Regions from separate parts of the Mus musculus genome. Here region 1 is linked to region 2. Evidence: chromatin contacts called from public promoter capture Hi-C data. All regions are on one chromosome and are shown on one strand. Each heading gives the region's core, a stretch centred on a gene start, on an enhancer-like site or on the middle of the called end of the contact. The rest is flanking DNA. Distances are from core to core; before and after follow the strand shown. Region 1 has its middle 21 kb from the start of Gm34470. Region 2 holds the start of Vps50 (VPS50 EARP/GARPII complex subunit).

Region 1 (6,413 bases), core at 557-3,056, 2.1 Mb after region 2:
ACACTTTACTTCATATTCTTTCTATGCCAAGATGTCTTTGCCTGAAGTCTAAATTGTGCATGTCCATAGTCCTCAAGGTTCAGTTTCAACACAGCTTCATGAGAAGTCCACTAACACCTCTGTTTCAACAAATATCTTCTCTCATTTTGCGTGCTTTCATGTGTGCTTTCTGGTGATACTAACTACGATTTCCAGGAAGGTTTTACTTCCTGTACCAGCCTGTAACCACTGCCAAGAGAAGGGCCAATGTATGAATTATCTTAATACCTTCCCAGTGTCTTGCATGAGGTCTTGCACATGACGAATTCATTCACCTACTCAGTTATTCATAGATATTCTTAGACTGTAAAAAAAAAATAGTTTGCTCCTAATAACCGTGTATTCACTGAGTGAATGAGTTAGAGCAGAGCATCAAGTAAGTGTATTAGGAAATTTTCTTTTGGCTTGATTATTAAAATCCATCCCCACATTTTCTAAATGATGCGAACGTACAGAAGGCGGTGTGTGTGCCCTTCCGGAGATACACTTGCAGGGGTAGCATGTGTTATTCATTACATCACATATAACCTTTTCAGGTTTACAATCAATCTTGCTTGGAAGGCTAGTGTCATTTAAAAAGTACAGCAGCGTGCTGGAAGCAGAGACAATCTGAGCTGGCTACAGACTGTGAATCCAAATACCCTGTTTAAAGGTCCAAACATGAAGAAGGGGGATGTACTAAACACATCATTTTCTGTCCAACTGATTGAAAAGGGATGGTACATTGAAGCTTTGTTGGGTTTCAATGCATTGATTTTTTTCTGCTACCTATTTTTCTTGGGTTTGAAAGGTACTTAAGAGTCTATTTCAAGTTGCCTGCAGACTTCTTTTCTCGTGTTTCTTAAAACTATTTGTGATTAAATCACCCACATTGTCTTCAAGGCTCTAATGACCTTCTTCCGGCTGTACTCTATTTTTTCTTTACAATATTCTGTTTATCACATCTTTATTTTCCACTACACTGCTTGATTTTGGTTTCCCTGTCAGTTTTTCTGCTTTTCTTTTCTTTTTCTTTTCTTTTTTTTGATCCTCTGTTCAGTCTGGTATTCATTGCCCTATGTACTTGTTCGGCCTCTGGGACTTTCAGGGCATCTTCTAGGTCAAATGTTATGCCAGTCAAAGACAAGTTCCTGAATTTAAAGACATCACAGCCTGAAGTGATGATAGAGTACCCCAAGTTATTAATGATAGCATGTGGCATCATGAGCAAGCGTGGATTAATGCCACTCATATTGTGCAGGCATTGCTATTGAAATGCCAAACATTAGTTATGAGATAAGAGTGGTAGCTTAGATGATAGCATGATGAAAGTTAGCCTTTGAGGAAACCATGTGTAAAAAGAGGACTCTTAGGTTGTATTAAAGAGAGAAGCAGAGGTGCAGAGATGTCTGATAGGATGATGGTTGGTGCTTGATGGACAGCAGTGTTTCTGAAAGTGCCATAAATGGTCTGATGACATTGGGTCCATATTCTTGAAGCCTTAAAATTGAACTCCCACAAAATTGAACTGGATTTTCGGGAAATCATTAAAACTGTCTTGGACCAACACTCCTAGATTCAGTTTGTCTCTCCAGAGGTTTAGAAAGTCTTGCATAGAGAGAAGGGGGTTTCAGCTGTCCTGGTTTGATTGACTTACCCAACAAGACTGAAGATGGCATATAAGGACTTCAGTAGCAGAGGTTGTTTTTGTTGCTGTTATGTTACATGGTGTGTGAGTTTCCTACCACAAAAGTTGTCAGCTCTCTACTGGCATGTCCGGGGCAAAGGAGAGAACCCAGTCTGGCTGAGTCTCTTGGGGCTGAGATTCACCAGGCCAGCTGGGAGTCCTCAAAGCAGGAACTCATTTTATTGTATTAGTCTTTTGTTTATATAGGGTTGAGGAAGAAGGTGGGGATTTTTGCTGAGGTGAGATGGCATAGGGGTCAGGGAAGGGTGACAGAAGGTATGGGGTGAGATGACCAGGGGTGTGGGGTTATCTCATGGGGCCTATAAGAAATGGACACATCAGGGGTAGCTAGACAGAGGCAGGCTTAAGCAGGAAGTGCTGAGTCACTCCAGTACGGAAGTGAACAAGACAGGTCTCTAAACTCAAGCAAAGGCTTAGCCTTCCTCACTAGTACTTGGCCTCAGTTTCTGGCCGAATAAGGCCTAACAAGAAATGAATGTCAACATTTTTATGTGCCTAAAGTTTGGAAATCTCTACCCAAACTCCAAACCCTCAGCTCACATGACCACCTCAGCAGTTAAGCTGCTTTTCTTGACTCTCTGACTGCAAAGCCTCTTCCTCCAACAGCCTTCTCAGCATTCAGAAATGAAATAACATGCTCTAAACCACCAAACATCCAAACCATTCTCAAAAGATGTGGCATAAAAAATGCACTCACTTGGGAAAACAAATGTCTGTGGTTTTGTACTTTCTCTTCCTATTTTGTTTTCTATTCTTTTTTATCAACTAATTTTTAATTTTTTTCATTAATTTATTTATTGATTTTACGTTCCAATTACAGCACCCCCCTCCTTCCGGTCTCCTTTACACAGTCCTATTCCCTTCTCCTCTAGGGTGAGCCCACCTCCACCCCAGGTATTCGTCTACCCTAGCATATCAAGTCACTGCAGGACTAAGCACATTCTCTCACACTGAGTCCAGACAAGGCAGTCCAGCTAGAGGGACAGGATCCATGGGCAGACAACAAATTCAGGGACATTCTCACACCCTTTGCTCCAGTTGTTGGGGGACCTGCATGAAGACCAAGCTGTACATCTGCTACATATGTGTGGGGCTTGGGAAGCTAGGTCCAGCTCAAGCTTGCTTGTTGATTGGTGGTTTAGTTTCTAGGTGTCCCCAAGGGTCCAGGTTATCACCTCACTTTCTAAAGGGATTATTAATGGTTCCATAGTATGCAGTCTTTCTATTTGACACTATAACGCTACTCACCAGCCAGGCACTTGTCATTCAACCGACCAGATTTCCTAGGTTTTTTTGGCAGTTAGCTCTGATTGCACCTTGATTGTGATTGGTGAGAGGCTAGTAGGAGAGTCATGGAGCTTACTAAAGGGACAGTGCTTGATGGTCTTGTTTTCTGTTTCCTTCATCATGGTAGAACATCGATGAGAAAGCTCAAGTTCTAGAAGCTGACGTACCATGGTATGAATTTGAGATATGAACTACTCATAAGGTGGGAATGAGAGAGCAGCCTCTGGTCAATACAATAATGGAATGGCATTCCAGAGCAAGAGACTGTGCCAAGATTTGTTAGACCTGAAGAAGAAATGTTTCTCCTGTTTAAGCAGTACTATTGCAAGCTTTAGTGCCAGAATCCTAAGCAATACTCCATAGTACTCTGCGAATCCCCTTTCATGGCTACTTCCTGGTGACGTTCAAGTTACCCGTGATACTGGTACTCTTCACGGCACACAGCACCATTGGCCACTTCTCCTATTAAAGCACTCCCTCCTCGGGATGTTCATGAAGAGCCCTATAGAATGGCATCAGGAAAGGAAATTCAGGATATCCCACACAGAGGCCAAGCACGGCATCAGTAACTACTTGCAGCCCGTGGCATTGCATGGCCTGACCTTTTATATCCAAAGGTTCTTCTGTCCTTATTTATCCCTTGCATCAGAGTTCTAAGGCTGGGTAACTGAGAAATGCAGGGTCCTGAGCCTCAGTGCCCGTGAATCTTACGTCCTTCTCAGAGATAGTGTGTTGACACGTCTGATCTTTATTAGCTCCCCAGAAACCCAGACATAGGATAAAATAACATACATATTTCTGGGTTGAAGACCACTGTAGACCTGAGACTCCTATTTTCTGCTCTGGATTTTCAGCCTGAACAATCTCACAGTTTTCCAATTTGTCACCACATACATACTAGCAACATTGAAACTAACCATGCCAAGTCATGTTTGAGCTTCAGACTCATGGATCCAACAGCCATTTGGAAGCTCCAGTGGCTGTTTCATTGACATGTAAGGCTCAGCAGACACAATTGCATCTGCTTTTTCTGGTCACTCTTCTGTCTGCCTTTACTCTCCATGAATAGGACTGTGATTGCTTTAGTTGTGGCAATTAGAAATTTCAAATCCTTCTCCAATTCCCTCATCCTCTCAGATGCCTGTTAAACCTGTTCTAACACTGGGGATGCCCGGTTTTCCACTCATGTACTCCTTTCCATTCGCTCCCGCCATTTCTGGGTTGAAGCTGCCGTTGCTTCTTGCTCCATAGTCTTGCTTTCTTCTGGCCCTTTCCACAGTTGCTGGAGTGAACATGATAAAGTAGAAATCAACTTACGATGTCTTTGCCTACAGCCCTCCAGGGAGTAGTCATCGCTTTAGGATGGATGTCTAATTCTGTTGCCTGACCCACAAGAGTCTCATGCTATGCTACTGTTTTGCTCTCCTAACTCTCGGCCCTCACAATGATATGCTCCTGCTTTGTCTCCTAACTCAAGGCCCACCGCTCTTCTCACCTTCATGTATCTTACAGATTGAAAGAGAGGAGCACTCCCTAATTTACACACTCCCCTCCCCTCCCCACTCGGAGCTAACCCTGGAATATTCTAGAATGCCCTGTTTGTTATTTTACTAGTCTGTAATATTACCTGATTGTGGGAGCAGTGTCACACAGGGCATAGAAGACTCAACATCAAATGGTTTTGGCCCCTCTGTGGGTTGCAGCTACCACAGAGCCGACCTAATGGTCCATTTGATAGTTACTGAATGAATGCAGATTCTTAATTATCCTGTAGATAAGTTTATAGAGGTGTGATAATCCTCTCACCATCACATTAAGAGCTCTAGCTGAAGCCACACTCGATCAAGGCTTGCTGTTTCCAAAGCTCATGCTCATGTCACAGTAAACACACAAGGGCATTTTTATGAAAAGGCTGTAATAATGATGATATTTAATACTTTAAAATGTTTTCTGGGGCCTCATTATATTTTCTCATTAGCTGTGGCTTCTGCTCACCAAACAGCAATCTGAAGATGTGCGCATCTAAAAGCAAAACATTTGGTCAATTAAATCAACTTAGTAAAAGAAATAAATAACACACTATAAATAATAGTTATTTGGGCATCCCTGCATACCACCTTCCATTGTAGTTAGTTTTCTCTTCTCGTTTGGATTTAGAATCAGAAAACTACAGCTTTTGCTGCCCTTTGCTTCCTCATATCACCCAAGAGGCCAGTGCTGGGTTGTGAAGACAGATGCCGCCCAAGTAATATGATGACTGGAAAGGGTGATGCATGTGCCGCCATCTTTCCCTGGAGTCACGGTGGCACATGTTCACTCTCAGGGAGATTCTAGTACAGGCTGAGGAGAAACAATGGAAAGGAAAGAAATATCCACCCTGCAGAGGAATGATCACCCCACACACCTACATATGAGCTGTTTGCTTGACTCACAAATAATATGCATGAATCAAATCTGAGAAGAGTCATAGCCTCAGGACCACAGACATGTCATTGTCCCTTAGCACAGGGGCTGAAGACAAAACTGGGCCTAGGTGCTTCCCAGAGATTTCTTTACCTAAAAACAAGGAAGTTAGCACTCATAGGGCATCTATACATCTTCTGAGTGCTCACAAGCCATCTATACATCTCTTGAGAGCTCACGAGCCATCTATACATCTCCTAAGAGCTCACAAGCAATCTATACATCCTCAGGATGCTCACATGTCACCTACACATCCTCTGAGTGCTCACAAGCCATCTAGACATCTCCTGACTGCCCACAAACCATCTATATACCTTCTGATTGCCCACCAGCCATCTATACATCACTATTTGTCCACTAAGCCTAACTCTGATTGGTTTGCTAATGCCAGTTGTCAACCATCTCTTAACTTTTTCAGTAGTGTCTCATAAACTTTTTAAGACTTGCCTAATCTTACTCAAAACAAGAGACGTCATTTTCAATGGAGATAAGTACCATTTTTACCTGTCAGGCTGGCAAAAAAACAAAAAACAAAACAACAACAACAAAAACAAAAACCACCCCAACCCAGACCCAATTGTTTAAGCTATGTGAGCCACACTATGAAATAAGCGCCTTCATGAATTGCTGATGAAGTGTATGTTGGCAATGCTTATAACGAACAATGCGGGAATGTTTATGAAAATAAGAGCTGCATGGGCTATTACCCTGCAATCAAATGTTTATAAATGTATTCTACAAATGTACTTGGACAAGAGAAAAATGGCATGGGCATGAAATTCATTATGTGTTGTTGGTAACAGTGCGGGATGCAATCGGCACTAAGTGCCCACCAAACGGGACTAGTTCAGGAGTAAAACACCTCTGTGTGATAAAGGATTCTAGATGTAAAATTCTCAAAAATGAGAAAAAAAAAGCAAATCAAGAAAATTTAATG
Region 2 (5,758 bases), core at 1,748-4,247:
TAATTTTTAACAGGATAGTCTCACTGAAGAAATTCAGTGATTAGAGTGTGGGAGTGAAGGAAGGCATGGTTTTTCATTTTAACTGCTTCAAAGAAGACTGTTATTCAAATATTATTTAAAAATTAAAAAAAGAACAATTGTTATTCTGGAGAACAACTTTGGAAATACTCTTGATGTCAATGTTCCCAACTTGTTGAAGATGTGTCTAAAGGCAAAGACACTACTGTTGGGAAACCTGAGTTCTTTATACAGTTCAGTTGCTTTATAATGCTTCACACCTCAGAAATATGTCAAGGGCATCCTCAAGCCCAGGCAATGACTACAAGTTTCTCCACACCCTCTAAATTCTGCACACATACATATTCACTTCAATGTATTTACTTAGATATATACTTTCCTTCTCAGATCCTTGACTACAGCGAACAATCTTAGTCATTGACATCCAAGCATAATTCTCATTTTTCTTAACATGTTTCCCCAGAAATAAACCCCTGTGCTCTTTAGTCTATGTTGTCTGCTCCTTAGCCATTCCTTAAGAATTTCACACAAATTTTCATAACAGACTGCACAACATCCAATTGGAAAAAAAAAAACCCATAGGATTTAAATAGATACCCCACAAGCTCCTTCACTCCATTTAGATCATTCTTCATATTGATCAAATAAGATCATTCTTCATATTGTCCTTAAACTAAAAATGGCTTATTATGAGAGTTCCAGGATCCTTGGTAAGATGTGGGAAACGAAGACAGTATGGAGGGGTGCCCCTAGTATCAAATATATAGCATTTAAAGGACTTACGAATATTCCAGTATTTTCCACATTTTATATTAAAATGCCAACTTTTGTGACAGAAAGAAATAGTAGGTATTTTAATAAGGACTTAGATACAAGAACGATCCATTTTTGTGCTCTTTTCCCTGTTATTATATACATTCAAATTTTTGCATTATATGTGTGGTTTGTACAAGAACTGTTCACATTAACCATGCGCCCTCTAGTGGTTTGCTGGTAAATATAACTGTTTGTGACAGTACTGGTGAATCAGGAGTTGAACATTGAAATCATACAGGCAAATTTAACTTCAAGAGCTCCCAAAATGACAGAATTCCTAAAATAGTTCCAAAGAGTTTTCTAAGAAAAGGAAAATTCTCCCAGAAATATGGCATCACTTGGAGGCAGTGGCAGGGAGATCTCTGAGCTTGAAGCCAGCCTGAGCTATATAATGAGATCTCCTCTGGGGTTGGGAGGTGGGGTTGGGTTGTCTTAACACAGTATTTCATAGCACAGTTGATAATCTACCATCTGCTTCTGTAATAAAAAAAAAAAGGTCCCATATCCTCGACTGTTTACTCACCTTAGTTATATTTGCATTAAAATGAATGCACTAAAACCATTTCTGTGCATAACGATTACATTAATATAAGGAGTCACTGAAAGTGTGTGGGTGATGAGGGCAGGACTGCTTTCTGGTCTTGCCAATCACACATGGTTTACTGTTCATTTACATTATTGGGCTGGTTTTGTTGTACACAGTGAGCAAGCATCTACTACAAGCATTTCAAGCAGCTGTAATCTTTAATACAGACCCCTTCATATCTGTAGAATTATTTACACTAGGAGAATCAATTGGGGGAAATCCTCAAGATTACATGAATGGTTGTATCTAAGGTGAACTAACTTTGTAATTACATTGCTCCCAAAGAGAAGTGCATCTGCAGGAAAAGCCAGCCACTAGAGGAGGCAACTGCATAGGCGATTTCTGAGCTAGTGTCCAACCCTCCATACAGTCAAGTTTATGCTTTGCTTTTATAATAAAAACATTAGTTATTAGTTTTTATAATACGTTAAACTAATGTAGTTAAAAGGCACTGGTGTCCTGATTTAGGAGTCACTCCTCAGCATAATACCGGGAACCTTTAAGCATTTAAGTCATCAGTTTATACGTCTAACAATCTTAGGTAAGTATCTTAACTTCTCCATGCCTGTTTCACCATTTTTTAACATGAAGATGATGGTAACTCCAGAAGATGTTCATGCATACGAGCTTGCGGGTGTGTTTCTTGTGTTTTTCTTTCTTTCCTTTTCAATCTTTTTGTTTGTTTGTTTGCATGTTTTGTTTTCTAGAGGGAGAAAGAAAGAAGGTGCGTGGAAGCAAGTGTGGCGGTAGGGGCAGATCTAGGATGAGTTGGGGGAGGGGAGACCTGATCAGAACATATTGTATGAAAAATTGTAGTACAAAAACAAAACAAAACAAGGAAAAGATGCTCATGTAGATAAATGCATAAGGTCATACACATGAAGCCATTAACAAAATTTCTCCCAATTCGTAAGTTTTCATTGTTACCTATTGTTATTAGCTCTGGGTTTGCTGCCCCCCACAGCAAAGTTACCCCGTTACTTTCTCCTTTATACTACTAATAACAAGATCAGGGCTTTAAAGTGACAAGTGCCCTCATACTTACTGACATCTGCCTCGACTTGCCTTTGCTAAAGCAGGTAGAAAAATGATAGGTGGGGTAGACGAAATCCTTTGATTTTTCTAGAGCGTTTTCAGGAAATGCCAAGAATGAAGAAGAACCTACGGCTGGCCATCAGTATCTTAGGGGTCCTGCCTCCCACTTTCCTCAGGGCACACCCAGAGCCACTGGGAAATTCCTTGTCTTAAGTCACCTTTCCAAGTGCTCTTTATGGAGGTCAATCAGTCTCTTTCCTCGCCTCTCTAGCCCAGGTGTGCTTTCTCTTGCACTCCTAGAGGGCATCTTGTCAAAGTGGACTATCTACAGACGCTTCAGAGTTGTTTAGTTCAGTGGCCAGACTACCTAAGTCATAGGTATTCGCCTCGCCCAACGCTCTTCCAAGTCCAGGTAGTGGCTCTGGAACAGAAGGAGTCCCAGTTCATTGAAGCGACTGCTTCTTGGGAAATGTAGTACTGAAGTTGGCCTCCTCCTTTGATTGCAGCCGGAAAACTACATTTCCCGTCATGCTCGGGGAAAGGAAGGCTGACCCAGGCGGGCAGCTCCACGTGACGACTCACTATGGCTTCCCTGTGTTGTAGCCGGCTGTCTGGTGGGATTATGTGATTTGTTACTTCTCCGAGGCAGGGTAATTGTCTCTCGACTTCGACATGCAAAAAATCAAATCTCTCATGACCCGGCAGGTGAGTTCTGTTTTCTGAACTAAAGAGCTTCCCGCTCCCGGCTGTGAGAGGCGCCGAGACGCCCAGTTCCTTGGTGGCGGCGGGCGTAGGCTTAAGTTATAGTGGGTGGCGGGGCTCAGGGGTGTTGGGCAGCTAAGTAGTACACTGGAAATCTCAACTGAGCCTCCTAGATCCGACCTCGACTCCTTGAAAGAAGTGTCTTCCTACAAACATTTCGTTTAGACAAAGCCAATCAGGGAGCTGGGCTGTCTTTGTACCTTCTCCTTTGCTTTAGTTTCCTTTCCAGGACAGCCTTAGCTGCTTTGCAGCGTCCCCCTCGTCCTCACTGGTGGTCGTTTGCCAGTAGGTGCCCTGGAAAGTGAGGTGGGGTCTGTGCAGTAGAGAAAACTCGAAAGAGCAAGGGTGAAGGCAAAGGGCTGTTTGTAGCCAACATTGGTAGTGTTGTGGATTGGCAGTAACTCTCCAAACTTGTAGCTGTGTTTTTGGATTTAAACATGGGAATGACAATTCCTTTTCTATCCCCCTCCCATCTCAAAGTATCGCATTGTAAGTCACCAGTAAGCTAGTATATGTCAGCATTCTTTGTGTATTGCTACTTAAAAAATAAAATTCTGACAAAGAATTTTTTTTTTCAGAATGATAATTCAGGAATAAGACTGGTACTATATCTTGTCTCACATATGTTAGAGCTTCCTAATACTGTGTCTCAACTTCCTTCGAGGAGTTGAAGAAATGTATGTTTTTTTTAGGTATTTATTGATCATTTTATTTCAGAAACCTTTGTTTTGACTGTAGCATTTTTAGCTACTGAAACATAATTAGAATTTTTCTTTGTTTTAATAAGAAAGAAGTGCAATTTAGATGAGTTTTAAAATCATTGTGGCTTAGAAATGTTGGTAGAGTCCTTTCTTTAAAGCTTCACTTATAATTTCTTTTTCTTAACAAGAGAACAGAAGACTTCTTGTCCTGCTTGAGGATTCAAAGTGTCAGCAGTAGTGGGACAGACACTTGTAATTTCTTATAGACAGTACGTACGTGATCCTTGCATAATGCTTTTCTTTTTCTTGATTTGAGTCGAGAAACTAGGAAAAAATTTTCTATGAATAATAAAACAAACAAGCAGGGGGCAGAGGCACTTAGCAGCCTTTCACGTTGTTGGACACTGGCGCTGTGCGTCTTGCTGCTTCTTACTTGAGAATAGGTTTGGAGGCTGCTCCATCCTGAGGTGAGAGGAGAGGGAGCAGACACTCAGGAGCCCCTCAGATTTGGATGACTACATTCTGGTTTTGCGTTCTGTCTCCTTGGTCTTGCCTGTTAAGCAGCATAGTCCATTGTCTGCCATACAGCTTATAAATACCTTGGGCTGCTGCATTTGGGTTTTTTCTTCCTAAGGTTGGTGCTCTCCTTAAATTCCAAAGAATTCCAGAGAACTGGTGATAATATATCCATAATGTTTGTAAATGTAATGCTGACTCTGCAGAAAGTGTGAATTCTTAAGCCTCACACAGTTTACTGAATTATAGTAGGTTATATCTGTAGTTAGTTGGAGAAAAAAAATCTTTAGAACGTATACAAGAAACTACTGTATAAATAATAGTAATGTAAAGTTAACAGGTTTATGCAAATGTGTGGCCCTAATTATATATGTTTAAAGCTCAATTTATACATATATTATTATTGTGCTGTTGATGTATATTAAAGAGATGAAATTCTGATTTATGAAAATTTAATTTTATTTGGGTTCTCTCTCTCTCTCTCTCTCTCTCTCTCTCTGTCTCTCTGTCTCTGTGGCTCGATTGCTCACCATTTTGATTGTTCTTTGCAGAACGTTCACAGGGATGGGTGCCCTTAGTTAGCTGGCCTTATGTAGATGAGACCTGTGACTCATCGTTCCTCACTATGCTGGCTTCTGTTCATTCAGTTTTGTCAAACTGAATTGAGTGTTGTGGGCCAGGCACTATTCCAGCAGATTTGGGAGAGGCAACAATGAATAGAATAGACAGTGAGTGCTAAGGAAGACTTGGTGAGGGAAATGTTTCAGGGAAATGTTTGAGGAGAAGGAAATAAGGAGGCCTGGAAGGCTTGGTAATTTAAGTTCAATTATATCTGTAGATATGGGCTGGTCCTAGAAAGCTTCAGTGCAAAAATAATACAAAGGCCTGAGAGAAGTGAGTGGGTGAACTGGATTAGTGGATAACAGCAGAAGAACAAATTCAGGAACTATTACGGTCCACTGTAGGCAGACTACAGGGAATAAAGGAAATGGCCTTAGGAGATGATGTTAGGACGTAGGCAGGAAGCAGGTGACACTGAACTTTACAGGTCAGAGCATGCCTTGACTTTTGTTCTGAGTGGCCATTTTGGCCCGTTTTAGTAATATACTTAAGAAGGGAGAAAAAAAGAATAGAGACTCCAGAGACTGCTGCAGTGATCCCGGTGGTAGAGAGAATGGGCCTTCACCAGGATGCTAGTGGTGGACATGCACGGAGGCTGCGCCATTGTGGACCTGATGTAAATTCCCTCCTGTGTTGTGTAAAGAGTCAAGGGTGGCCCAATTTGGTTTAGCTCCTGTAGTTAGAAGAATAGATTTATCACTTT

What was found. Promoter capture Hi-C pulls out the DNA fragments that hold promoters and counts their contacts.
Region 1: a promoter capture Hi-C map of pre-B cells shows a contact between it and region 2, with 13 times the contacts expected there. The contact joins the enhancer-like site here to the promoter of Vps50 in region 2. A contact is called at or near these places in 7 of 39 promoter capture datasets (the 3T3-L1 cell line, the HPC-7 cell line, embryonic stem cells and 4 more), 1 of 15 datasets of contacts at CTCF or cohesin (large pre-B cells), 11 of 484 Hi-C or Micro-C datasets (CD4 T cells, cardiomyocytes, cerebellar granule neurons and 5 more) and 3 of 115 datasets of contacts at active chromatin or transcription factors (the NIH/3T3 cell line, astrocytes and embryonic forebrain).

The regions. Positions count from the first base shown.
Region 1 is chr6:5,581,080-5,587,492 of GRCm38.p6, forward strand. No RefSeq gene overlaps it. Among named protein-coding and RNA genes, the nearest start is that of Gm34470, 21 kb to the left of the region's middle. Within about 2 kb of position 1,807, at least 46 of the 459 cell types and tissues checked have an H3K27ac peak or open chromatin away from gene starts, as enhancers often do. A contact at or near this core is called in the HPC-7 cell line, the NIH/3T3 cell line and pre-B cells, where this site is marked.
Region 2 is chr6:3,495,396-3,501,153 of GRCm38.p6, forward strand. Vps50 (VPS50 EARP/GARPII complex subunit) reads left to right here and starts at 2,998. Exons shown (of 28, transcript NM_024260.5): 1 at 2,998-3,160. The coding sequence starts at 3,128. It also overlaps a transcript of Hepacam2 not described here.